Regions from separate parts of the Hordeum vulgare genome. Here region 1 is linked to region 2. A link is a contact called in public Hi-C data. All regions are on one chromosome and are shown on one strand. The core of a region is the stretch at or near the end of the contact, and the rest is flanking DNA. Distances in the headings are between cores, read along the strand shown. Region 1 holds the start of LOC123426286 (transcription factor PHYTOCHROME INTERACTING FACTOR-LIKE 13-like). Region 2 holds the start of LOC123426285.

Region 1 (6,264 bases), core at 2,864-5,363, 440 kb before region 2:
TAGATTTCCTGCCATTAGAGTACCTTGTTCGAAAACACGAGAGTTATTATTAGAAAATTTACCAACTGCATATCAGTAAAGATTTTAAATTGAAAACACTGTGCAAACCAATAACCAGTATAACCTCCAATATAGAAATATACCTAATGGATATCTTTTTAGGGCATAGATCCAACAATGTTATGCTAACTTTCCCATTTTTCTATATGGATGTGTACACTAGAACAAAAGCCACTCCCAAGATCAAACATCATCAAAATTGGTACTCTAGCTTTGATAATTATCTGCCTTGATCAATCATTTACTTTTGAGAGTCCGCACAAATCCATTTAACTTGGAGCATGCTGGAAAACCAAATAGGCAAATAGTGAATTTTAGAACAAAATTAACAGTTGCTATCCATCATGGACTGGAAACTAAAAATTCCCCAAATGCGCTAGTAATAACCTGTCAAATGCCCTCAGATATTGAAGACCAAAACATTCCCACATCAAAATGCCAAAACCAGTCTCGAAGATTTACCCGAATCAGTAATTGGTTGCAGCCAGTACGAACACCACCTGCACAAAATAAGGATTGGTGGGATACTAGAACACCGTAATCATTCGGTGGAAGAAGGGTTCATAAAGTAAATAAGCAAGGTAGATAGAGGGTAACCTAGCCAAGAACCATGCTGCCAGAGTAGAAAGATGGCAAAGTGCCAGGTGAGGAAGCTTATATACACATACAGAGGCTTGTGTACTGGAGAAAACAGAAAGTCACCTACAACATTAAGCGTTGTCGACAAAGTGGCACACATCATCCACCATAAGTGCGTCCAAAGAATGAAGATTGATTACTTCATTCATACCACATCGGAACTATTTCGCCTGTCAAACAGACAAAGAGTCGAGCGTCAGCCCGCATCAATCTAATCGGTATGCGTTGTGCGAGGCCAGAAGCACGGAGCTTGTACTTTGTAGCCCGGCTAGCCTCTCCGCGTGTAACCTAGCCAAGCCGTGGCTCCCTCGTTTTAACAATGAATCGTATATTTCCCCCCTAAAATAAATTGTTAAGCAATCAGTCCAGGATGTCTGTATATGGATGAGTTTGGGCAACAAATCACATGAACTAAATACAACTTACATGACTCTCATCTGGATCAACGAAATTCGGGTACTCAAGTTTGACAACTTCCGATTCAGAATTCTTGAAGCCTCTAATATACTGATCACCTTCTATAGACATCTACATATGATCTGTAAATAAAGAAATCATATGTAGAATAAATTGGTGATTGCACATGAACGAACCTGTCTTACACCCATTCGAGCCCCTCGAAGGGATGCATGCCCTGACCCCTTCCCAACCGAGAGGCCCCAATTGAAACCGATCCGTTGTCTGCACGTACCTCCGGCTGGGCGCTCGGTGTAGTGGATCTGGCGACGGCGCTCCCAAGGACTCCAGATATGTCTTGAAAAATCGGACACATGCTTCAAAGGTGTAGTGCGCCACCGATCTGGGATGGAGCTTGTCGCCGGCTCAAGAAAAAGATGCTCCCTGCTGCGCCTTTAGGGAAGAGAGGGGAAGGATGGCAGTAGAGGGTAGGCGTAGAAGAAGGCGGCGATCCAACAACGGTGGCGGCGCAACGTACGTAGTGCGAGAGAGGAGAGATTGGGGAACGAGAGAGAGGAGCGGTCGGATAGGGAATGGGAGAAAATACTGGATGGTCGTTCATCATGGATCGGACGTTGCAGGGTACAGGTGAACGAGAGGGCCTCGATTTAGTTTCGGGAGTAGCTGCCCATAGGACAGTCGGCCCAAGAGCAGCCCACACACGAGGGAAGGCGCATCGGACGACCAGCAACAGTCTATCAACGAAATCTGACGGTCAAGAACATGAATGCGTGAGAGAGCTGGAATGTGGTGCGGTTTTACTGTCCTTAATATACAACCCTTAGGGCACCGTTTAGACTTGGGTTTTGTTTAGATTACAAGTTCACCATAGCTGCAACTTCACGTTCTTCGTTTGTGTTCTACGACCAGACAAAGGCGTCACAGAACCCCACCTTCATCAATAAAGCTTTCCTCTTATATTCACAATATCTTGATTGCATCTTAGTTTCTTGCTTGTTCTTCGTTTGCGTGCAGGAAACAGACCTTCGTGGTCAGGTTGATCGTGCTCCGGCGTGGTCAATAACCTCTCGAAGTTGGTTTAGCGATTGCTAAGACGCGACGTTCTCACACGTTCGTAGTGAGATCGTCAAAGTCGACTCTACCCAAAACGATACCCACGATCTCATCGAAAGACACAGACAACTTCGCCTCTATCAACTACATCAACCACGTTATATACGCTTCCGCTTAGCGATCTACAAGGGTATGTAGATTCACTCTCCCCTCTCGTAGATGATCAACACCATGGATACGTATTGCGTGTGTGTATGATTTTTTTTGTTTCTCATGCAACGTTCCCCAACACCTCCCCTCCCCTTCCCTCAAGATGTGGACCATGAGACTGCATCTGGTCGCTCTACACCAACTTCTACAAACGGTCGTGGTGGTTGATCTTTTATGACTCCTCTTGCGACCTCCGCACATGGTTATTGTCACTCTACATCGACTCCTCTCTCGACATGGACATAGCGTCAGCAGGACTTTACCGTTGTCGATATGTGAGTTTTCTATTTTCATTTTGTTAGTTAGTTCATGTTTTGGCTGTGTGCATGGTAGATATGCACAAGTAGGGTGTTGCACAAGTAGGGTGTTGTCCATATCATGATTGTAGCCGCTTGATAATATTTTCTCCGTTCCTAAATATAAGCTTTTTAAAACTACATACAAAGTAAAATGACTAAATCTACATTCTAAAATATATTCATATACATTCATATGTAGTTTACATTAAAAATTTAAAATGAGTTATATTTAGAAACTGGAATACTATTTTTTAAGTTAATATAAAGGGCAGTACTGGGCGCCGACGCACCGGCCCGAACGCTCGCGCCGGTCGCAGTGCAGCCGTCAGATTGGGGATCCCTTGACCGTCAGATCTCCTCTCTCGTCCTCAACCTCGAGCCACGAATGCGAGCGCCTCACCGGCCATCCTCGTCCAACGCGCAGCGGCGCTCCCCACCACTCCCGTCTCCCCCTGCCTCCCGACGGTCGAGGGGTCCTTTTCCCGTCGCCCCCTCTCGCCGGACGTCCTCGTCGCCGGTCGCCGTCCTTGCAGAGCCAACAAACGCGAGCACCTTACCGGCCGCCCGTTGCAGCTTTTTTCATCAACGGTTATAGCATTTTATGTCAAAGGTTTGTAGCATTCTGCCATGGCAATGACCGCTAGCAGCTTTTTATATGTCTGGTTGCAACTTTTTTCATCAACGGTTGTAGCATTTTATGTCAACGGTCGTAGCATTTTATGTCAACGCTTGTAGGATTTTCGCCATGGCAATGACCGCTTGCAGCTTTTTTATATGCCTGGTTGAAGCTTTTTCATGTCGGTTTGAAGCTTTTTCAAATAGCCATTGAAGCAATTTTAGGCGACGTTTGCAACACTTGAATACGCGCGGCCCGACTATGACGGCACGCGACGAGGACGATAGGCGGAGGCTAGATCTGACGATGCAGGCGGCCGACGGGGGCAGGAACTGGCGATGCGGGCGATCGAGGGGGGGTAGGGATCGGCGATGTCGTCGACAGCAGCACAGGGACGCGCAGATGGTGGCCCCCCTCGGTCCTGCGCCCCACCACACGGGAGAATCGTTCTGCCAGGATGAGAGAAGATCGTATGGATCGCGTGCGTCCGGCCAAATGTTCGGCCGGCGCTCGTGGAAAACGTTTCCCTAATATAAAAGCATTTTTTATTGAAAGAGGAATACCACACGTTGAGCATGGGTTGTTCCACGTATAGCCACGAAACACCACGCAAGATAATCGGGTACATTTTCGCAGGTGTTACTTTTTCTAAAAAAAACTCTACGTTACTACTATTTCAGTATTTTTCTACTTACTGAATTTGGATTTTCATGTTCAATCTCCGCACAGTCAGGGAGCAAGTATTTTTCTTGGTGGCTGCCCCTGCCGCCGATTCACAGTCACACTCACTCACAGGGCGGACAGCGATGTCAACGGATCCTCCCCCTCCATACGAATGCCGCACAACTCTTCTCTCCTCTTCTCTTCTCTCGTCCTTTTATTATTCCCGAGAAAATCGAACCCAGCTAGACAGTCCACAGCTCTGGCACACAGCTTCGCTCTCCGCCGGTTTCTGCTCAAGTGGAGAGGCCCGTCAGCTCGATCGGTTCCAGGATCATGGACGACGGCGCAACACCGCCGCCCAACCACAAGAGGCACCTCCCGTAATTTACGAGCTTCTCTCACCAATTGATTCGTTTCTTGTGTCTGTGCTTCTTGTTCCTTGTGAGAGCCTTCTCGTGGCGCAGACTGCGGGAGGCGGGCGGCGACCTCGTGGAGCTGCTGTGGCAGAACGGAGCCATCGTAGCGCAGGCGCAGGCGCAGACGCCGCACCGCCGGTGTTCCCAGAGCGGCGCGGCGAGCGGCGTCACCGCGGAGGACGCGACCGCGTGGTTGATCCCGGACGGCGGCGGCGGCAGGGACCTGTACTCGCACCTCTGGCACGGCGTCGCCGACGGGGATGCGGGCGCGCTCGTGGCGGGGAGCGGCGGCGCCGGGACGAGCTTCTGCGGGAGCAACGCGGTGACGGCGCCGGCGCTGCTGCCATCGCCGGGCTCGTCCGCAGCGGGAGGCCAAGCGCTACTGTTCAAGAGGGGGAGGGACCAACTGGATAGCCGCCGAGAGGACGAACTGGATACCGACGACTGTGAGGCCGTCAATGAGACCCGGCCGCAGCGGCCGGCAGCGAAGCGCAGGACTCGTGCTGCCGAGGTCCATAACCAATCAGAGCGGGTAAAAGCCCTGACGACCCACCCATTCCATTCCAGTGTTGATCTGTTGCAAACGAGTGTTGCTGATCTGTTGTAATATTTCTGTCTTGCAGAGAAGAAGGGATCGGATCAACGAAAAGATGAAAGCATTGCAAGAACTCGTACCCCATTGCAACAAGGTACCAAAGAAACTGTATGCATACTTCTTCTTCTTCGAGAAGATTCCGCATTAGTAATTGTGTTCTTGAATCATTGTTACGTTTGTACTTTGGTGTGGATGATTGACCCTAGATGAAAAATAATTGCAGAGCGACAAGGCGTCCATTCTAGACGAAGCAATCGAGTACTTGAAGTCTCTGCAACTGCAAGTTCAGGTTCAAAATTCAAAATCACACCCTGAATTTCTAATTTCTCTTCGTATGTAAAAAGACGGTGGTTCTTCCTCAGTCAAACACGGTACTCGACTGACAGTGTTGGTTTGGGTTCAGATCATGTGGATGACTACTGGGATGACGCCCATGATGTACCCTGGTGCTCACCAACTCATGTCGCCGATGGCCGTGGGCTTGAACTCAGCGTGCATTCCCACGGCGCAGAGCCTTAGCCAGCTGCAAAAAAGGGTAGCACCGTTTATGAACAATCATCTCCCCGATCAAATGCCTCAGGTCCAATCTCCAGCTATCGATTCCCTCGATGTGGCAAACCAGATGCAAAACAATGGTGTCTGTGGTGAGCCAAGAAACCCTTTCCTGCATCCAGACGACACGCTAACAGCGGCATCTCAGGTTATTACGACACAGTTGATCTCCTCCTGATCTATCAGACTTTTACTCCTGTTAGCTTACGCTGTCGATTCCTCACAGCTTCCGGGTATGTTGCCCTATGCATCTCAAAAGGCACAACAAAACCAGAATCATCAGTTACTGCCTAGCATAGACATGCCAGCTTCAGGACCCTGCCCGCCATCTTTTGCTGACGGAACGGGAAAATAAGGCCAGGCAGTTTCAAGCAAGATGATTTACTGGTCAGTGTAAAGTTATTTTTCTTATCTTATTTTCACGTAATAAATTTTGTTACCGATGAACTAAAACTTCAATAGACATGTATATATCAGTAGATGAATCTCCCAGCAATACAAAGTTTGCTATCAGTAAACTGAAACTCCAATTTCCTGCAAAACAAACGTCGTGCTTTTAGTTCAAATTTGATTTTGGGACGGAGGGAGTACATGCTATCATTATTTCCTGCGCTTAAGCGTAGCCACTTAGTGTGGAAGCTACCAAATTGCGGTCGCCGGATGGATCGGTTCTTGATATTTTGTTCCCCTTTGGCACCTTCCGGGTCCTGTCCAATCAGTAGATTAACTCTGATCGTGGCGGTT
Region 2 (6,623 bases), core at 1,165-3,664:
CATGCAAGTGCTTAGTGGTGCAATGCAAAGTACCAAACATCACACCAAATGTCATGTTTTGCACATTCACAGCCTTAAACCCGAACTGCATGGCAACCAAATGTGAGGCATGCAAGTGCTTAGTGGTGCAATGCAAAGTACCAACCCAAACTGCATGGCAACCAAATGTGAGGCATGCAAGTGCTTAGTGGTGCAATGCAAAGTACCAAACGATGTGCACCACATGATTTTTGCCCTGCATTAGCTCAGCCGGTCCCAAATTGGCCACAAATGCAAGTAGCCAAAAATCAATGTAACTACTAAACAGGCCCCTGGTGGGTGAAGTATCACAAGGTCCGGCTATGAGCAAAACGTGCCTCATTGCCCAAGCCTCCAAACTCAGGAAGAAAACGCAAGGTGTAAGATCAAACGGTACACGGATACGATCATCGAAATTTTCTGCCATTTACACTACCATCAACACTCTTCGAAAGGAGCGGCAAATACAATGAGTGGTAATGTTTACGTAATGAAAATACGACGAGTGGCACCACAGACAAGAGATCTTGAAATTAAGTCTAGCACTGCGGCTCTGAGGTCTGAGCCAAGTACAAATTGAATGGAGTTTCATTTCACAATACAAGATTTTGCAACGAGCTTGGATGAACAGCATATTGTTATAGTTACACATCGACTGGGTGATTATTCAACAAAAATCACTAGCAAGATTACAAGCTAACATGTTCTTCAGCTGGAGTTGTTTCCCTTATAACTGTAAAAAATTAAACTTGCTCATGCCAAAAACTAATTCCGAAGAAATATGTATAATGTATCTATGTGTGCCATGGGGGTTCTTACTCACAAAGTACAGGTTCTTATTTTTTTTTCCTTTAGAAGGGACGTTAACCCTGTCGTGGACGAGATACGAGCCACCTGCATCCGATACCCCATTGCCACCCGGAAAGGGGTACTACTATCCAGGCTATGATCCCAGGTGGGTAGTTTGCACACAAAGCTCGGTTGCAATCTTCAATTTACTTAGGGGCTGCTATGGAGGCCAATTCTGGTTTGTGAAGGCCTTGATACACTCCATCGTCGATCGGAAGCTGCTGGACATGCCTTTCCCCAGCTTGGGCAGATCAACTCCTCCTGAAACTTGAGGTTTCTCCTGACATCTTAAAAGCTTCTGCCGAGATTCTTTCCTCATAGCTGCGGCGTTGCTCACATAATTGATGGCATCCCATAGCATACCTCTTAGCAAGGTCAAGGTATAAAACCTTGCTGATTCGAATGGGACATTGTTTGCAAAACCTACAAATCGGAAACAAGCATGTTGTTCAAAGTGTCATATTCTAGTGTTAAAGAGTAGCAACTGGGTGCATAAGCCTGTGGCAGACAAGCATTCAAGTCGGATACAATCCCATACACCAACACGGATAAAGGCATCATTAAAGTATATCCATTTCTCAGGAAAAGAAAAGTATATCCAACACTTCTCAACACCAAGGAGCGGTTGGTTATGTTCTACTCCCTCCGTTCCAAAATATAAGACCTTTTAGAGATTTCACTAGAAGACTACATACGGAGCAAAATGAGTGAATCTATAGTCTAAAATATGTCTATGTACATTCGTATGTAGTACACAGTGCAATCTCTAAAAGGTCTTATATTTAGGAACGGAGGGAGTACATTAGTTCATCACTGCACCAGTTGAAATTCAGTTTTTAAGAAACCAAACACCACAAGATAGTTTGAGTGCTTGATAAGACAACTCCATGTGAAGCTTTTCTGTTCCCCAACCATCTAAGAATGAGAATAGGACACTTGTTGTGCGAGCAGAAGAGCATACCGCCGCCGTGGTAGTGGTTCTTGATGATGCCGTGCTGTGGCAGCCCGACGCCGACACCGGCGAGCGTGATGCCGACGCTGAATCCGACGCCGCATCCGGCGCCGACGTAGCCGATGACCTCGGGTCCAAACCCCGGGCCCCACCCGACGCCGCAGCCGAACCCCAGCCCGACGCCCCAGAAGGCGCCCGCCGTCGGGTGCACAGGGTTCCACCGCTCGTACCGGCCCAGCATCCCCTTTATGATCATCTTCGGCTGCACCGGCGGCACCGCAATCTCCGGCAACGGCAGCGGCAACGGGGCCTCAACAACAAGGAAGAAGACAAGCAAGAAATCAGAGGAAGAACTTGTCTCGTTCCTTCCGCACGGAGAATGGCAAGAAATGGTACCGGATTGCGCCGGGCATTTGCAGCCGTGGAGGCAACAGGGTTTGGATCGGTTGGGGGCGGGGGTTGGTGGATTTGGTGGGGCTCGGGCATGAGCAGCGTCGGCTGCTATGGAGAAAGAATACTCTGGTTTGGTCTCAAATGCCGGATGCCTCAAGCCTTGAGCCACTTCACAATTCCAACTCGTCTTATCCAAGACCTGATCTTAATATCCAAGATTGGTTCAGTACAAAAATATCCAAGATTCAACCCATCCCTTTCGTATTCGAGTTTAGGCCCAGAATTGCATCACTGTTCTAAGTCTGTTTGGGCCGAGCATTGCATCACTGTTCTCAATCTATCTGGGCCGAACATTGCATCACTGTTCTGACTCTGTTTGGGCCGGGCTACCCCTACAGTGTACAGACGAGGTAGCACAGCCTAAGAAATACAAAAGACATCTGTCTCAAAAAATAATACAAAAGACATCTATCTAAGAAAAAATACAAAAGAAATCTGTCTCCTAAACCCCATCAAATGATTCCCCAAAAGAAAAGGAAAAACCATCAATACAAACTTATCACATTATCTAAAAGAAATAGACATGCCCCAAAATCAAATATACATTAAACATGTTGAAATCATTTTTGACTCAGCACCCCACCCCAAAAAATGTTTACCACCGAACTAACAAAATAGTTGGGCAGGTGGCATTGCCGCATGTCTCGGGAGCACGTGATGTATCAATCATAGAAAAAGGTCCCGTAAAAAATCCATAAAAAAGGCACACTAAAAGCGTCTTCAACAGCAGCCCTCATTTTATTGAAAAAGTCTTTCGCTCCTTTTTATAGAAAAAGCAACCCTCACAAGCAAGATAAGTTCGATACAAGGGTAGCAGCCAAGCACCCACATACGCGCAGCATCAACACACACGCAAGAGTCCACAAGTAGGTTCTGCTGAGGGCACAACTTAACAAGCCCAAAGAAATAAGAAAGTTAAACAATCCGCGACAGGGCTCCGTAGAGCTAATCCGGGTCCAGTGGGGGAGGTGGGAGCGCGGAAGGAGATGCAGCGACAATGACCTGAAGCCAGCAGTGATCATGTCAATGGCAGCTTGGTCCTAGGCACGGCAAAGCAGCTTCAGAGTTGCATAAAACCATCGAGTTTATAGATCGTTGTCGGTGTCAAAACCAGCGGATCTCGGGTAGGGGTCCCGAACTGAGGACCTTGGATCGATGGGTTGCAGGAGACGAAGGAGACAATATTTACCCAGGTTTGGGCCCTCTTGAGGAGGCAAAACTCTACGTCCTGCTTGATTATATTGATGGTGTATGAGGATTACAGAGTTGATCTACCTCGAGATCGTATGAGCTAAAACCCTAGATGAATCAACTTGCCTATGCGGAGGAAACCCTCTGGTTTATATAGATACTAGGGGTCCCTAGGGTTACATACAACCAACCTCAGCCAGGGGAGATGTGCCGATCTAACCTACTCAACTTGGACGACATGCCAATCTTTGGAGCCTTCCTACTTGTCCACGAGGTTGTCATGCAGTCCGATCTTCAATAATGCGGCCCGCTAGGTCGGCCTAAGAGAAACGTTCCGACCATTCGAGGACCCCTTAATCCCGGACTCCCTCAGTAGCCCTTGAACTAGCGTCCAACGCTGATGTATATGGTCTTCGGCAGCTCCTTGTATCCAAAGTAATCGGCTTGCGAAGCGAGTTCCCCTCATATTCAGTTGATTTAAACTTGGTCATTTGGTGATGTTATGCCTTTAAAACATGCACTAGTTAATTAGAAGGCCAAAAGGCCCAAGTGTGAACAGTTCCTCATCGGACGGCCTTTCTGACGAAAGGTTGCGATAGCCAATTATGACAAAAAACTCGACTCGCGGTTTGAGGCCGCTTTCTCACGGGCACGTCTTGTCAACGTGGAGATCGTGCCCCGTGTTTAAGGGGATATGGGTAATTGTATGGGTGATCCCACACGCATTCACCGCCACGTTCATTTTGGGAAGTGGTCGGGCCTGCGGCGCAATAAACGAGAACCCTTGGCCTAGCGCCCCCCCTAAAGGGAAAAGATCCATAGAGCCACCAGAGGCATTCCAGACTCGAGCCCCTCCCATTCTAGCTTCCAAGCGCCCAGATCCATTTTGCTTTCCGTCCTCTCCCAGCCGTCCTGCCCCAAACCCAGCCATGGTCGGCTCAGATTTTCATGGCAAATGTGAGGTCTCATGCGTCTCCGACTAGGACATCCGGTAGCTAAAGGACACCGGCTATCTTTCACTGGATATTTCTCATCATGCGCGAGAGAAAGGCCACGTGGTGCCCACTCCAAGGCCAGGCGAAAGAGTGGTGTTCGCCCCCCACTTCGTTCGGGGACTAGGCTTCCCACTCCACCCCTTCGTCAGGGGCCTGATGTTCTACTACGGGTTAGATTTTTCATGATCATCTCCTCATTCATCACCCTCTGTGAGGCCTTCCTATGGGTTCATCCACACTTCGGCTTATGGCTCAAGACTTTCAATATCAAGCCAAAGTCAGTCAGTGGCCAACACACCGATTGTGGCGGGGCCGTGATTAGCAAACTCCCCCGAGGCGAATGGCCGGAGGGCACTTTCATCGACGCCATCAAGTCCTTGCAAAAGGAGTGGTTTTACATCACTGAGCCTCGGGAACCAAGCAAGTCGGCACCTGTCGAGTTTAGATCCGGACCCCCCCCCCCCCCGAGAGGCTAGCCTCGTGGGTGAAAAGGGGTCTCGACTTGGGACCGTTCTCGGAGGTGAAGGTGCTAGAGAAGTGCGTCAAGCAGATGGTGGAGGTGAATATCGAGCTAGCCGACATGGTTCAAGTCATGCTTCGCCACTGCATCCTTCCCTGCCAGCATCGGGACACTCCAATGTGGTCCTACAAGCTCGGCGACCCAAGCTCTATGAGCCAGTTCTACCACACTACCCTCGAGAAATTGGGACGGTGTTGTTCAAGCCTCAATAGAAATGGCCGACCGAGGAGGAAGATGTCGGCATGGACATCGATCACCCTCCCTTGGAGGTATGACCAAGCCTTTATTCTTTATTTAAAGCATTTAATCTTTATCAGGGATCTTATCATTTCCCCCACCATCCCTACAGGGCTGGCTAGAAAAAGAAAAGCAAATAAACGGCCAGCCCCCCTGTCTGAGGACCCCAAGTAGCAATTGCTAACCATGATGCTGGTGGTGGCGCCATACACGATGCCAGAGAAAAAGGAGAAGAAGAAAAGGGAGACCCGTGGGGGTATCCGCTCAAGGGGTCCTCCGGATACCAAGTCCGGAGACACCCACGCCTCCTGTGTCTATGAGGAAAAGGAGGCGGAGGACAGAGAGGAAAAGGATTCCCTCCAAACAAGAAAGAGGGCGGCGCCAAAGGAGGCCAAGGAGGGCTTGCCTCCCCAGGCACCTAAGAGACCCTGCAGAAGCAAGGTCGTCGTGCCCGACGACAACCCGGATTCTGATGAGGACTCCAGGGCCTTTCAGAGGGTTCCTCGAAGGACCCCCAGGGTCAAGCCCCGGGCCCAAAGGTACGGAGTCTGAATTATATTTAATGAATTGTACTGAGATTTTGTAGATAATCATACATGCTCCTTTCTACGATGCAGCCCTGCCCGAGACCTCCCGATGGACCAGGTCTGAGAGGGGGATCACCACCGGCCGAACTGGCGGAGAGCGGGAATGCATCCCGCACTACCCTCCCTCAGCCATCGGACGAGGTTGCAGAGGTGATATCCCACCAAGACCCTCCGAACACGGGGGACGAGGTGGTGATGGCCGAGGTAAATACCTCGGCCACCGAAGACCGGGAGGTCCCAACCGAGGTTCATGCCTCAGTCACCGGGACCCAGGAGGTCGATCCCCTCCCAGCGAGGGGAGAGGGAGGCCTGGATTCATCCGAGCTCTCTCCGGATACAGCTCCAAGGAGACCTCCTCCTCCGGTCTCTTCAATGCTGCCTCCGACGCTGCCTGTGACAGAACAGGTTGCGGCCGAGTGGCATACCATGATGGAGAAGGCCCTGTCCGACTCATCGATCGCCGATGAACATCGCACCCTTATGGATGTAATTCTGCAAAGCATCCGGAAAGTTGATAGCGGACTGAAGGGAGCCTTCAATGGTTTGCTGGCAGGCTTCAAGGTAAACCGATTAGTGTTAATTTTATTAATAAGGTTTTTACATGCCTTATAGGTATGATAGCCCCGAGCCACTGGTGAGTTGAAAAACTTGCCCGTGGCTCAAAATAACTCATGGTCCTTGAACAAAACTAGTTCGGGGACCCATGAGCTATAACAGCTCAGTAGGGTACTTCGGCCAAATATTCTAATCCCGTTAGCATGCATGCTTATCAAACCCTATCTTGTTTTGAAGGCCTCGTCTTCGGTTGTGTCTACCAATGC

The links. A called contact is a pair of places that touch in the nucleus more often than the background predicts.
Region 1: a contact with region 2 is called in a Hi-C map of seedling, with 3 times the contacts expected there. The contact joins the promoter of LOC123426286 here to the promoter of LOC123426285 in region 2. A contact is called at or near these places in 2 of 6 Hi-C or Micro-C datasets (leaf and seedling).

What each region holds. Positions count from the first base shown.
Region 1 is chr2H:358,530,941-358,537,204 of MorexV3_pseudomolecules_assembly, reverse strand. LOC123426286 (transcription factor PHYTOCHROME INTERACTING FACTOR-LIKE 13-like) reads left to right here and starts at 4,113. Exons shown (of 7, transcript XM_045110085.1): 1 at 4,113-4,337; 2 at 4,422-4,905; 3 at 4,997-5,062; 4 at 5,192-5,257; 5 at 5,372-5,668; 6 at 5,747-5,907. The coding sequence starts at 4,291. The coding sequence ends at 5,875.
Region 2 is chr2H:358,093,879-358,100,501 of MorexV3_pseudomolecules_assembly, reverse strand. LOC123426285 reads right to left here and starts at 2,414. Exons shown (of 3, transcript XM_045110083.1): 1 at 2,216-2,414; 2 at 1,829-2,129; 3 at 589-1,290. The coding sequence starts at 2,305. The coding sequence ends at 1,028.